Linked DNA regions of Zea mays: region 2 is linked to region 1. A link is a contact called in public Hi-C data. All regions are on one chromosome and are shown on one strand. Each heading gives the region's core, a stretch centred on a gene start, on an enhancer-like site or on the middle of the called end of the contact. The rest is flanking DNA. Distances are from core to core; before and after follow the strand shown. Region 1 holds the start of LOC103650665 (protein FAM135B). Region 2 holds the start of LOC100274145.

The links. Hi-C and Micro-C count contacts between places; a contact is called where the count stands out from the background.
Region 2: a contact with region 1 is called in a Hi-C map of endosperm, with 2.5 times the contacts expected there. The contact joins the promoter of LOC100274145 here to the promoter of LOC103650665 in region 1. A contact is called at or near these places in 4 of 25 Hi-C or Micro-C datasets (ear, endosperm, leaf and 1 more).

Annotation. Positions count from the first base shown.
Region 1 is chr3:144,020,342-144,026,097 of Zm-B73-REFERENCE-NAM-5.0, reverse strand. It overlaps LOC103650665 (protein FAM135B), which reads right to left and starts at 2,106. Exons shown (of 14, transcript XM_008676223.3): 1 at 1,472-2,106; 2 at 936-1,021; 3 at 1-112. The coding sequence starts at 1,704. It overlaps LOC103650664 (WD repeat-containing protein 48), which reads right to left. Exons shown (of 19, transcript XR_004857203.1): 19 at 4,849-5,599.
Region 2 is chr3:144,693,080-144,698,835 of Zm-B73-REFERENCE-NAM-5.0, reverse strand. It overlaps LOC100274145, which reads left to right and starts at 2,798. Exons shown (of 5, transcript NM_001148523.1): 1 at 2,798-2,872.

The sequences.
Region 1 (5,756 bases), core at 857-3,356:
AGATAGATATCTTGTCTGGCATACTTGATCCGGAACGGCTGTGTGTGGAAGCTATTATCAATATCATCTATTTTCCAAATGCCTAATGCATCGTCTCCACCAACATCAGAAGCTGCACAATCCACCTACCAATGTCATTATCTATTAGCTAAAAGGCTGACAGCTACAGAGGACATAAAAAAAGAATCTCATGACCAACAGCAACTAAAATTCCCTGAGATACTTATTTAATTAACAACAAAGCAATATAAATAAACACATCTGGAGAGGGCAGAAAGACAATAGCTACAACATTGTCATACAAGTTGAACCGATGATCTAGTGAAATGTGTCCACATTCTCCATAAGCACTATAGCAAAATGTTTATAGGAGCTCCCTCATGGTCATACTTTAGTTGTGTTTTAACATTTCAGTAGTTTATCATCACTATTAAAATGAAAGGGAAATGTATCCTTGAGCTTGCACAATTTGACTACTGGAGGTGACACTGAAAGGATATAAACATTTATACATAGATTGTTTGATAAACATCTATACATAGATTGTTCGATATGCTCTAAGTAACACATAGCAAGTATAGAAACAAGGGGATACTTATTTATGACACGCTTGGACAGTTGTGTTCCATATCCGGCTACGCAACAAACTTCTTGATGTTAGCAAAGTAGAATTAGATGGAAACAAAGATGTGAAAATTTGTAACTTACACCCCCCGTGTAAATAGGTAGTTTCTATTATCGGTATCATATAGTCCAGATAGGATCTGGTACTACTACAGACAACAATCAAGCAGTTACCAACTGCATGCTAGCACATGTACTAATCTAAAGTCTAAACATTCCCTTCCAATGCAAGCACATCTTGAAAATGATGGATATGGGACCAGAAGATCAAATCATGCTATTCAGTACCAAGAGAGATGCACCATGCACACCTTCATATTGCACGACCCTGGCAGGCGAAGCCGGTGTTCTGTTGCCACCTTCCTCCCACAGTGCACTAATCTTCATCTGATACCATCTGCGCATAATCCAAAAATTCATCTCACAAGAAGAAAAATAAATGGTAAATGTTTACACTTCACAGACAAGTGACAAAAAAGGCTCCACATGCGGCATCAGTGAGAATTGTCTGCACATAACTCACGGACAAAGACAAAGTTGCAGTGAGGGTCTGAGCCTCTGAGGGGAACAAAATCATGGGCAACATCAGAATTCCTCAGCAGTAAGAAGGAATGACTAGAGACAACCGACTGAACGAGAAAGCCAAGGAAAGGAATGCTGAAATGCTCGAGAAAATGCAAACACTTAGCCTAGAATTGCGTAGCGGTCGTACCATTTCCGTCAAAGCACTCGGACTTTTAAATGTTCTATCTAAAAACATGCTCTCCTTTAAGAAACTAAACCCGAGAAAAGTTTTGCCAGAAAAAAAAATGCATATTTATATTACAGAAAAACGAGCAATTCTCACCCTTGCTGGAACAGATCGAGGTTGTGGAAGCGGTGGATGTAAATGGCCACCTCGTGCACCGTCTCCATCACATCCGGCGGCCTGAAGCAGACCCTCGGCCCCTTAGCCGCCGCTCCCCCCGCGCCCGTCTCCGCCTCCGCCGCGGCGGTGTCCAGCCGCCACGACGCCGGCGACACCCTCTTGGCCGCTGCACGCGGGCTGTCCTGGACGCCGCCGCCGACGAGGCACCTCATGCGGCCGAGCTTCCGCGCCGCATCACTCCCTCGTTCAGCGGGCGGCGAGGCCCTGGCTCCTCCCTCCCTCCCTCCCTTACTCACTCAGTCAGTCAGTCGATGCCCGGCCCTAGGATTTGGTAGCATCCGGACACTCGCACCAGCAGGGCACGGTTTCAGTGCAGCGGAGGCGAAGCGCGCGCGGGGAGTGGACCGCCGCTCCACCTTGCGTCGTTCGGCGCGAGGATGACGCGCGTGGCCTGGGCTGGGCCTTCGCCGCAGCGGCGGCGGCTGCCGTGGGGTCCGGCTGCGTTGGGATGCGTGCGGCGGCGCAAGGACGGGTGACACCTAATGGTGGCGCGTGCGACAGCGTCGCCGTAGGAGGGTACTGAGCTGGCTGTCCAGTGGGCCCCTCTCGCCGGAGCGTGCGGAGATCGGAGCGGCAAAGCGGTGTGGTGGCGGGGGTGGAGCAGGCGAGAGAGGAGGAAGAGGTCAAGTGGGTGCGGGGATTTTAATGTCCGGCTCGCCCTCACTGCCAGGTGGCGCAGCGGGGCCCGAGGAGCAGCATCTTTCGGCACGACTTGGTCCCATCGGTCAGCCACGTGAGGTCGCCTCACGGCACGTGCGGCCGAGGGAGTGGACGGGAATTAATGCGGGAGGCGGGCGCGATTATGGCCCGTAGCTGTACAGGTACAAGTGGATTAGAGCGGGACAGGGTACTTCGGGCCCGCCTGTCAGCCGCAGCTCTCTCGCTCCGGCTTCTCTGCTCCCTTCGTCACGGTGTCCTCTACCGGAAAGCGGACTCCGTAGCATGAGCTTTCGCTTTCCGGCCCGGCCCGGTGGTAGGCCTTGCAGCTGGAGCCGGGTAACAGTCAATGGTCAACGGTCCCGGCTGACAGCGTCTCCGGAGTCTCCGTCCGTAGGCCCATATTGCCGGCGGGCCCAGGCCTCCACATGCTGACGTGTCTGGTCCCAGCTGATGGCGACAGTGCTAGGCTACGAGCCTACGTACGAGTAATATTGTACCGATACTAGACGGTTGGGTCACAAGTCAAACCGAGAAAAAAGACAGAAAAAACAAGAAACAAAGGTGTCCTTTTTTGTATCTTTTTTCGGCTGGCTGGGCAACTCCCTAGACACGTCCCTGTCTGGCGAGCCCGTGAAAAATTTTGAATTCAAACTAGACTATGCGACCAATTTAGTTGACCTAATACTAGCGCACATATGTATCGGTAATCATTTTTAAAAGTTCAAAGAAATTTAGGGCTACACAGAAACCAAAAACGGTTATCTAACAAAATCGGTAAAAACGATCGGAAATAGAAAACAGAAACGGTGTTGGTATTTTCTGACCGTTTCCAAATAATATTGTATTTATTTGGCGTTTTACCGTCGGTAACGAATTTAATATTTTTTTAGAAAATTATTGAATTTAAACTGATCTTTGTAAATTCATAATAATTTCATCTTAACTTAGAAAAGCACGAAACCAATTTAATTGATTCTCCTAAAATCAAGGTATGTTGTTTAGAGTTGTTTAAAACATTTATGGGCGTGTTCGGCTGGCTACAAGCCGACACTGTTGCAGCTGTTTGGATTGCTGCAGCTGCAATCCATAGAGAGAAAAATACTGTAAAAGCCGCAGCCGCAGCCGGATTGCAGCCGCAGCAAGCCGCAGCGAACAAGCTCTATAAATCTTATCTATAGTTTCTTACCAATTATAACTCTGGATACATATATTCATAAATTACACGAAAATTGATAAGGACTACGAGGAAACCAACGACGTTGATTATATCAAGTAGGAGTACAATTAGAATGCAAGTGTCGTGTCATCATAGACATTTTGATTTTATAGTCTTATGCTACTAGACTTTCTGTTGCTTTTATTTGAATACATGATAATGATTTTTTTATTGCTATATTATATTGTGTTATATTTATTGCGACCTCTTACCTTGTATTAAAATGTTTTTCAAATTATTATTTATATTATGATGGGTCAAGTTACATGGCCAGTTTTATACACCATAGTTGGATGTGTGATATTGTTTTATGGTTTTTATGGTTATCAATGTATTTTCAATCGGATAGTTTTTTTATAAGGTATTGCATTGTAAGTTTCTAAGTATATATATGTGTGTGCACAGTGTTTGTCACTTGTATTTATGAGATGTTGCTTTAATGCTATATGAGATATGCTTTGATTCTTTATGAATACTTATATATTATTACTAAAATTTTATGTGGATGTACGACTTACATAAATTTGTGAAGTTAATTGAGGGTACACATTATAATTTTACGGATTGTATTCTAGATTTCGACTTTAATACAGTGTATTTTCCGTGACGAATTTTTGTTTTTAAATTAACGTTACTGTTTCCATTTCCAGAGTTATTATTATCGATTAAATTTTCAAGAAAAAATATAAAAACAGAAATAATTTTAGTGTCTACCTATCTTTTCCTCGTATGGTCTACGGTGGCCTTAACGGTTCCTCCAGGGTACCCGTCGCGGCAGGGAGGTGGCGCCGGGCCGGGCGTCTCGGGACCCGCCGCGCCGATCGAGCCAGGGAGAGTGGGAGAGGGCGGGTGGATCCGGACGCGGTCAGTCGGATACTCGGATGGAGGATCCGCGGCGGTGATGATGGCGGCAGGCGCTTTACCGGACACCGCCTCGGGGCCAGGCACATGGCGAGAACATGCTCCGTGTCATAGCCACACTGTGCTTGATTGATTTGGACGGGGAATATGCCTGCCGGTGTGTCGTGTCGGACTGCGTGAGTGATCGAGATCCGGCGGCCCGTGCCGGCCGAGTTTACTCAAGACTGACGTGCTTTCGTTTCTGCTGTGCCTTGCGGCCGCGGCAAACACAGCCACTGAAATGCTGGAGGAGGGGACTGGATCCTGGGTTGGTGCACCCAACCGTGGCCAAGGAAAAAAGAAGACGACGGTGTGCCGTCGTCTGCCTGCGAGGCATATATACTGAGCTCGCTGCTGTCAGTAACGGTGACACCTGACGCGTGCGGCCAGGCTGATGTGTCATCGAGTCAGAAGCTACTCAGGCCACCCCAATGCGACACGCTGTCCTAGCTGCCACCGAATCACACACCGTCCAGATCAAAATGTATATCAGATTATCAGTGGGGAGGGGACACATCCATGAGACCATGATCCAACAGCTTTGATTATCAAAACAAAGCAATCATTTATTTCTGATTTCTCGCTAGCAAAAAACAAAAAAAACTAAAATAGCCCTATAGAGTATATAGAACAATTGTTGAAGGATGAGAGGTAAAGTAGCTCCCGACATCAACATGTCCCAAAAACAGCTTTATTGTTCCCGGGTTCCCGTCCACCTCTTACCCTGGTCTCAACCAAACACCTCCAAGGGGATCGGCGGGGTTAAATCCAATAATCGACGTCGGAGCGCCACGATCTGGGCCGAGCGTCAGCCTCTTTTTTTTTCTTACAAATGCTGTCAAAGAAAAACGAAAGAAAAAACATATCCTTTCGATCTTTTATTAAGCACCTAATCTTCTACATTTACAAGCTCGGCAGCCAGCAGAGAGCCTTATACCTGTGCTATGATACATCTTACTACCAGGGCAAGGTCAGGAACTTTACAGAGAAGCGAACAAGTCGATTCTGGGAACAGCTACCGGGGGGAGGGCGGAGCAAGAGCAAAATATTTCCTCTGTGAAGATGATGCTTCCTCTCTAAGCCAAAGGCATCTTCAACCACACCATCTAAAGGTGCGGACATGCTGGGACATATCTGGAGAACCATGTGAGCATGTACATCTGAAGCCGTGATCATCTCGATTGGACCACTCTATAATGAAGAATCAAATCTTCCGGCTTCTTCCATATATATGTTCGCACTGTAGCCAAACTCATATCTGGTGATAGAACCTGAGCCACAGAGGACACACTTCAGTGCAACAGCAAAAGACAGACTATGCAGCAACTTGTTTTGTAATACAGGCACATAAATAAATCTAGAATGATAGGGAAAGAGCATGAAATAAGCATAAGGTCCTGAAGACAAGGATAACTTACTGCAGATACA
Region 2 (5,756 bases), core at 1,549-4,048, 670 kb before region 1:
TTGTGCTGGGAATACGGAACAATAAATCTTTCATTTTGGGAAATAACAGAGATCATTATTAAATGTGGGAGACAAATATGTCGACACCTATCTTGCCCCTCTAGATTGCAAATGGATCCAAAACAAAGTCCTAGGCACGAGTGCTTTAAGCTCTCTTATCGGGTCATTGATAAATGCAATCGAGGCTGAACCAATAATCGCAAAATGAAAGTCGCGAGCTTGAAGTTCGGACATTTATGGGCACTGTTGAAATAATGTGTGGTGAATGCGATGGTTCAAGTGGTCTTGTGAGAGACCCATCCCACGTATGTGTTGAATAAACACTGTTCCACTATGTAATATATCTGACAAATGGCATGAATTAAAATATGCAGTTAATAGGATTCTGAAGATCCGTCATGAGATCCTAGGAGGACTCATATCTTTGAATTATAAATATGCAACATATAAATCTTATACCAAATAATACATTCCTGATGAATGATCACTCTCCTATGTAGGGAGAATATCTCCTAGTTGAGGCTATCGTTCCCAGATGGAACCTATCCAGAAGAAACAAAGTCTGTGTTGAACACCAAAGTTTGATAATCCCTATAAAGGGATAAAGACCCATACAGACCCGAAAAGGAATAAGATGAGGTACCAAAGGACTTGAAGTTCACCGAATAAGCACATGTGCATTCCATGAGTTTTACTCATGGTAATTTCTACTAGATGTGGAATTACGGTATCCTCTAAAGCCCTGATGGCAGAAACCTATAAGGTTTAGGTGTTACTGGCAAAACATCCACATTATGCCAGAATGACAGACTATAACGATGTATCTGATCGATGAAAAATCCCTGATGGATTACGATCTTAGATGGACTTTTGTGACACCATCATAGATGTTGCAATGGATGAACGCCTCGAGCGATGTGTCATATTTAGAATATGTACTATTGCAACTATATTATCCCCTAAGTCCTATTGAAGGACATGTTATTTGCTTTGCACAACTATGTATAAATTGTGGTGTAAGATAGAAAATGATAGCACCCCAACCTCATCCATTCTCGTTATTCCAGATGAACAATGAGACATATATCTTGAAGAATATGCTTGAGTTATGAGGGATAACGACTTTAACAGATGTCATCGTCAGGGGGAGCGAATGCTTATATTGATCACAACCGTGAGACAATAATTGTCATATTCTATGCCCTGAAGGCGTGAGCTTGATGATCAATATGTGAACCTTTATGGAACTTTCTATCATATATATAGATCTAGTCGATCGAACACCGTCAGTCAAAGTGGCTTATTTATATTGATACGTGCACTTACCTTGTATATCCTAGAAGTGAGTAGAGGTAAAGTTCCTGAAATAGTCCTTGCAAGGATATGCAATCCGTTTGCTAAATCTTTATGTGCATATACTTCTAGAAGAAGATGTTTTGCCTTATTGATACGATTTTGCAAGGATCAGGGGAGCACATTTCTAAAGTTAGCCCTTGTAGAAGATTCGATAGAATCTAGATCCCAAAGGATCGAAATCTGTCCCAATGACAGTTGTTGTACTCTTTTTCCCTTGGTGAGTTTTCTTGAAGTTTATCACATGAGGTTTTTTTAACGAGGCAACAAAGTGCAAAAAATGCAATTTGTATCACCATGCACTCTTTCTCCACATTTTTTCCACTGAGTTTTTCGGAGTTTTAACGAGGCATGTGTTGGTCGCGGTATTCGCCCAAGGGGGAGTGTTAAGTAACCCTAGTTAGGGTTATGTGGGCAAATACCTGCTTTGCCCTTGAGGGGTCTTACATGTCTATATAAGGAACTTGTACACCCCCTCATAATACAGAGATCAGAAAGAGGCCAGAGGCCCAACCCTATACCATGTGTCTTGTGTGTTTCCTCTGTCGTGCTTATGTGAAGGGAGACAGATCTTCTACAGCTTCTCACGCCTCTACTGCTGACGGGAGGGAAGGGAGCGGATCTGGTGATCCGTGGTGACGTAGTTGTCAACATTCCCAACCAACGACGCGCGTTTTAACTCTCTTCAAGACCCAAACATAGCCGCCGCTCTAAATTCACCATGGAACCATGCCGCTTGGCAAATTCATCCACAACACGTTGAGGTTGTGCGCCATTGCCAAACCGATTCCACCTCTTAGCGCTGTTTGTTTGACCTTTTTTTCAGCTTCTGTTCACCAAAAATTGATGCATAATGCTAAACGCTCTGACTTTTTAGTCTATTTTTATAAGAATCGGTTTAATAAAAACCATTCAAAATTAATATAAACATATGACCATCCATAATCACTTCGTTCTCTATTCTACACTTGCTTCCTATTATAAAATCACAAGCTATTCACATTGACTCATCGCTGAAGCATTAAAGTTTTCATTCTACATTAACCTGAAGCTGAAGCTGCACACTCACTGAAACTGCACCCAACGTTCGCTGAAACTCCACATTCACTGCAGCAGCAGGTGGGAGGTGGCGCAACAGATGCGAGCGAGAGCATCAGACTGATTTCAACGGTTCCCCGCCTCGGCCTCGGCCTCGGCCTCCCCCACCCCTGTAGCCGTTTAGGGCTTGTTTGGCAGCCCAATTCCCTGCAGGGAATATGGTATTTTCCCTGTGTCAATGGCCCACGTGGGAAGATTTCACGTGACACATTTTTTGCATGTTTGGAAGATAGCTTCGCTGGGATACCGGCCCACCCTTGACTCCTTGAGCCATGTTTCCGCGGGGATATTGGTCCGGCCTCCAGACATCAGGCAGCTCTCCCGAGCATGACGCTGTCTCTGTTCACAACTCTTCCGAGCACGCCGCCGTCAGTCCTTTGTCATCATCATCAGCTCAGATCTAGCAGCTTCGCCTTCTCAGGTAAGGGCTCCGCTCACATCTTCATATCCCTGCTACTAGGTTTTCTTCGTTTATCCTCGCTCGGATTCTTGCAGATCTCGCTCACCTTGTAGATCTCGCTCAGATTCGTTTGTTCTCGCCAGACGCGCCCACTTCGCAGCCGCCGCTATGCCTATGCTACCGCATGGGCCTCTGCGCCTGGGAGGCTTGCGGCTGCCAGGCTTAAGTCACGGGGCAGCAGGAGTTCAGTTTTTTTAGGCCTTTGAAACAAGGCTAGCGCATATTAGCATCGAGAGTCAGGAGAGTACGAATGGGAAGTACCGTCATAAAATTATCTTTGCTACTAGCAATAGGAAGCACCGTCATAAAATTAACTCTGGTAATAAAATCGATTGGATATATATTGTTTCTAGGAAACTAGGAAGGATCCCGTGTAGAAAGTGTGGATAGATAGCCTTTTTCATCGGATCATTTGGTTTTTTCTTAAAATATTTCTTTCAAAACAGTCTCACTTTTTTCTTAAGTTGTATTGGTGCTCCCTAAGATCGAAAGCAGGAATACTACTTTTCTGCAAAATCACAAAAATGCACACATTTGGGACCTTTCCTAAGCTGTGTCTTCGAGCAACCAAAAAGCTGATGTTAGTTTATTTTCATTTTTTTGAGAGAAGAAAATTCTTTGCTTGATGCTTAATCAGAGATGAAAATATTGATCATTTTTTACATGTGCGCTGATCATTTTTTTACTGGACTGCTGTCAGGTATAATTGGAGTGCTGTCATAAGTGGAGTGTTGTTAGTTACATGTGTGCTGATCATTCTAATCACATTGTTCGTCGTTAATCATGTGAAGAAAATATTCAAAGTTATAACTTGAATTTTTGTTGAATCTGGCAATTGTATGGCCTAGAATTTATTGTTCATTAGTCAGAAAGACTACTTAAGTTCGTTAGTTCAGGTCTTGCTGATTTACTTTGCAGCAACATGGTATATAAACCTGATGCATTCTCTGATGAACAGACTTTATACACCATCACTCACATTCTGATGAACAGACTTTAATTATAATGGCTAGATGCACTTATTGTTTTCGTTTGTACTCTATAAATCAATTACATGTTTCCTTAGTGGAAGACCACAAGTCTAGACTAGTAGTCTAGTATTGGATCCCTTGGGACTGAATGATCTCTTTATGATTTTGGTTTCAGCTTACATGAGCACATATTGTGTGGCAACAACTTCATTTTGCCATCCAAGAACATGTTAGCAGCAACATCTTCATATTGTTTACATCCGTCCATGTTGTATCATTAGACAACCAATTTACATAACTACATCCTTGAATGGTAAAGTAGCTTGTAGGATACTTGTAAAAAAGGAATTAAACCCAATTTATTCTAGTGTCAAAGTTCATAATGAAGGGACTTGTACTATGTTTATATGTTATATTGTCTATTTGTACGTGTGAATGGAGATGATCTTATGTGATGGGATGATGGATAGATTAACTTTGATGGATATTAGATGATATTTAAGTTAAACTTTGTTGGATATTAGATGATCAAGTCCGGTGCATGTTTTTTTAGATTTTTAGTGATATTTCATTGTGTTTTTTATTTTTCTAAATATTTCCTATTTTTCTTTGATTTTTGTGATTTTCTGAAGTATTTTGTCTCAAAAGGGGTTTTTAGTCCCTTGGTTGCCAAACAGTGGCCGAGAAATACACCCGAGTGGAAAAAATCCTACTAGGGAATTGAGGTGTCATTTAAAATCCCCTTGGTAGATTAATTCCCTAGGTTTTTTATCCATTTGTTGCCAAACTAGCGCTTAGGGGGTTGAAATCCCTACAACGGTGCCCCATTTAAACTTCTCTACACGCTACAGTTTTAGTGGAGGCTACAGAAAATAAACAGATGTGGGTGTGTGACAGTGAGCTCCCTGCCCTCGGTTTACGTGTACGGCAGTGTTTTTAGTTGGGAAAAAATGATAATAGAGGGTGAATATGTATGAAAAATAATATTTTATGATTAATAGTGGGGTATAGGGGAAGAATTTAGAGAGACCCGCTGTACATGGTGGAAATATAGGGGAAGAGAGATAGCTGACGTGGCGGGATAGTGAGGTATAGAGAGAGAAATTTAGAGGAGACGATTGAAGACAATCTCACACCAGTCGACTAGTCGAGTGTGGTAGTGGTCTCTTTCAACAAATCAGAGAGTTACGGGAGGGAGGTGCGATGGCGAAAATAAAAAAAATATCCATTCATCGGTGGATGAGGAATGATGCCACCATATTTAGATTGCGCATTTCTTATATTTAAACCCTAGAAATTAAAATATGACCTAGATTTAAAGTATTTAGAGCACAAAATTTTTGCAGCTCTAACAATTGAGTTCTACATCAATGTTATTTAAGAAATAAAAAGTTAGAAATAATATCTAAATATATCATGTTGTTTAAAAAATAAAAAAGTTAAAAATAAAATACAAAACGAGGATATGCCTCCAGCATATATAGTCCTATATTTAAAACCTAAAAGACTTATTTAATTAATTTTTGTGAAACAGAATCCATATTAAAACTGGTTTTTGATGTTAGAGTCTATTATTTTAAAATACAACTCCGTTTACAATTTGAAATGCTCCTACGAGCAAAGATACACAATCTCTTCGGCTTGGCGTTTCGCGGAGAACAGCGCGTCAGCGCCTACGGCTTCTGCTTGTCTCTCCCGTTCCACTCCAAACCCTAGGGGCGAATCTCCGGCTAATCGGCGGCGGGCGCAGCCACGCTGTCTGTGCAGGGCTTGTGCGGCCTTAGGACGCAGGGGCGTTGCTTGGGGCTCCCGGTGGGTGGCTACGAAGGGCTGTGGCGGCCCGCGGCCAGGGGCAAGTCGGCAGCGGCAAGCAA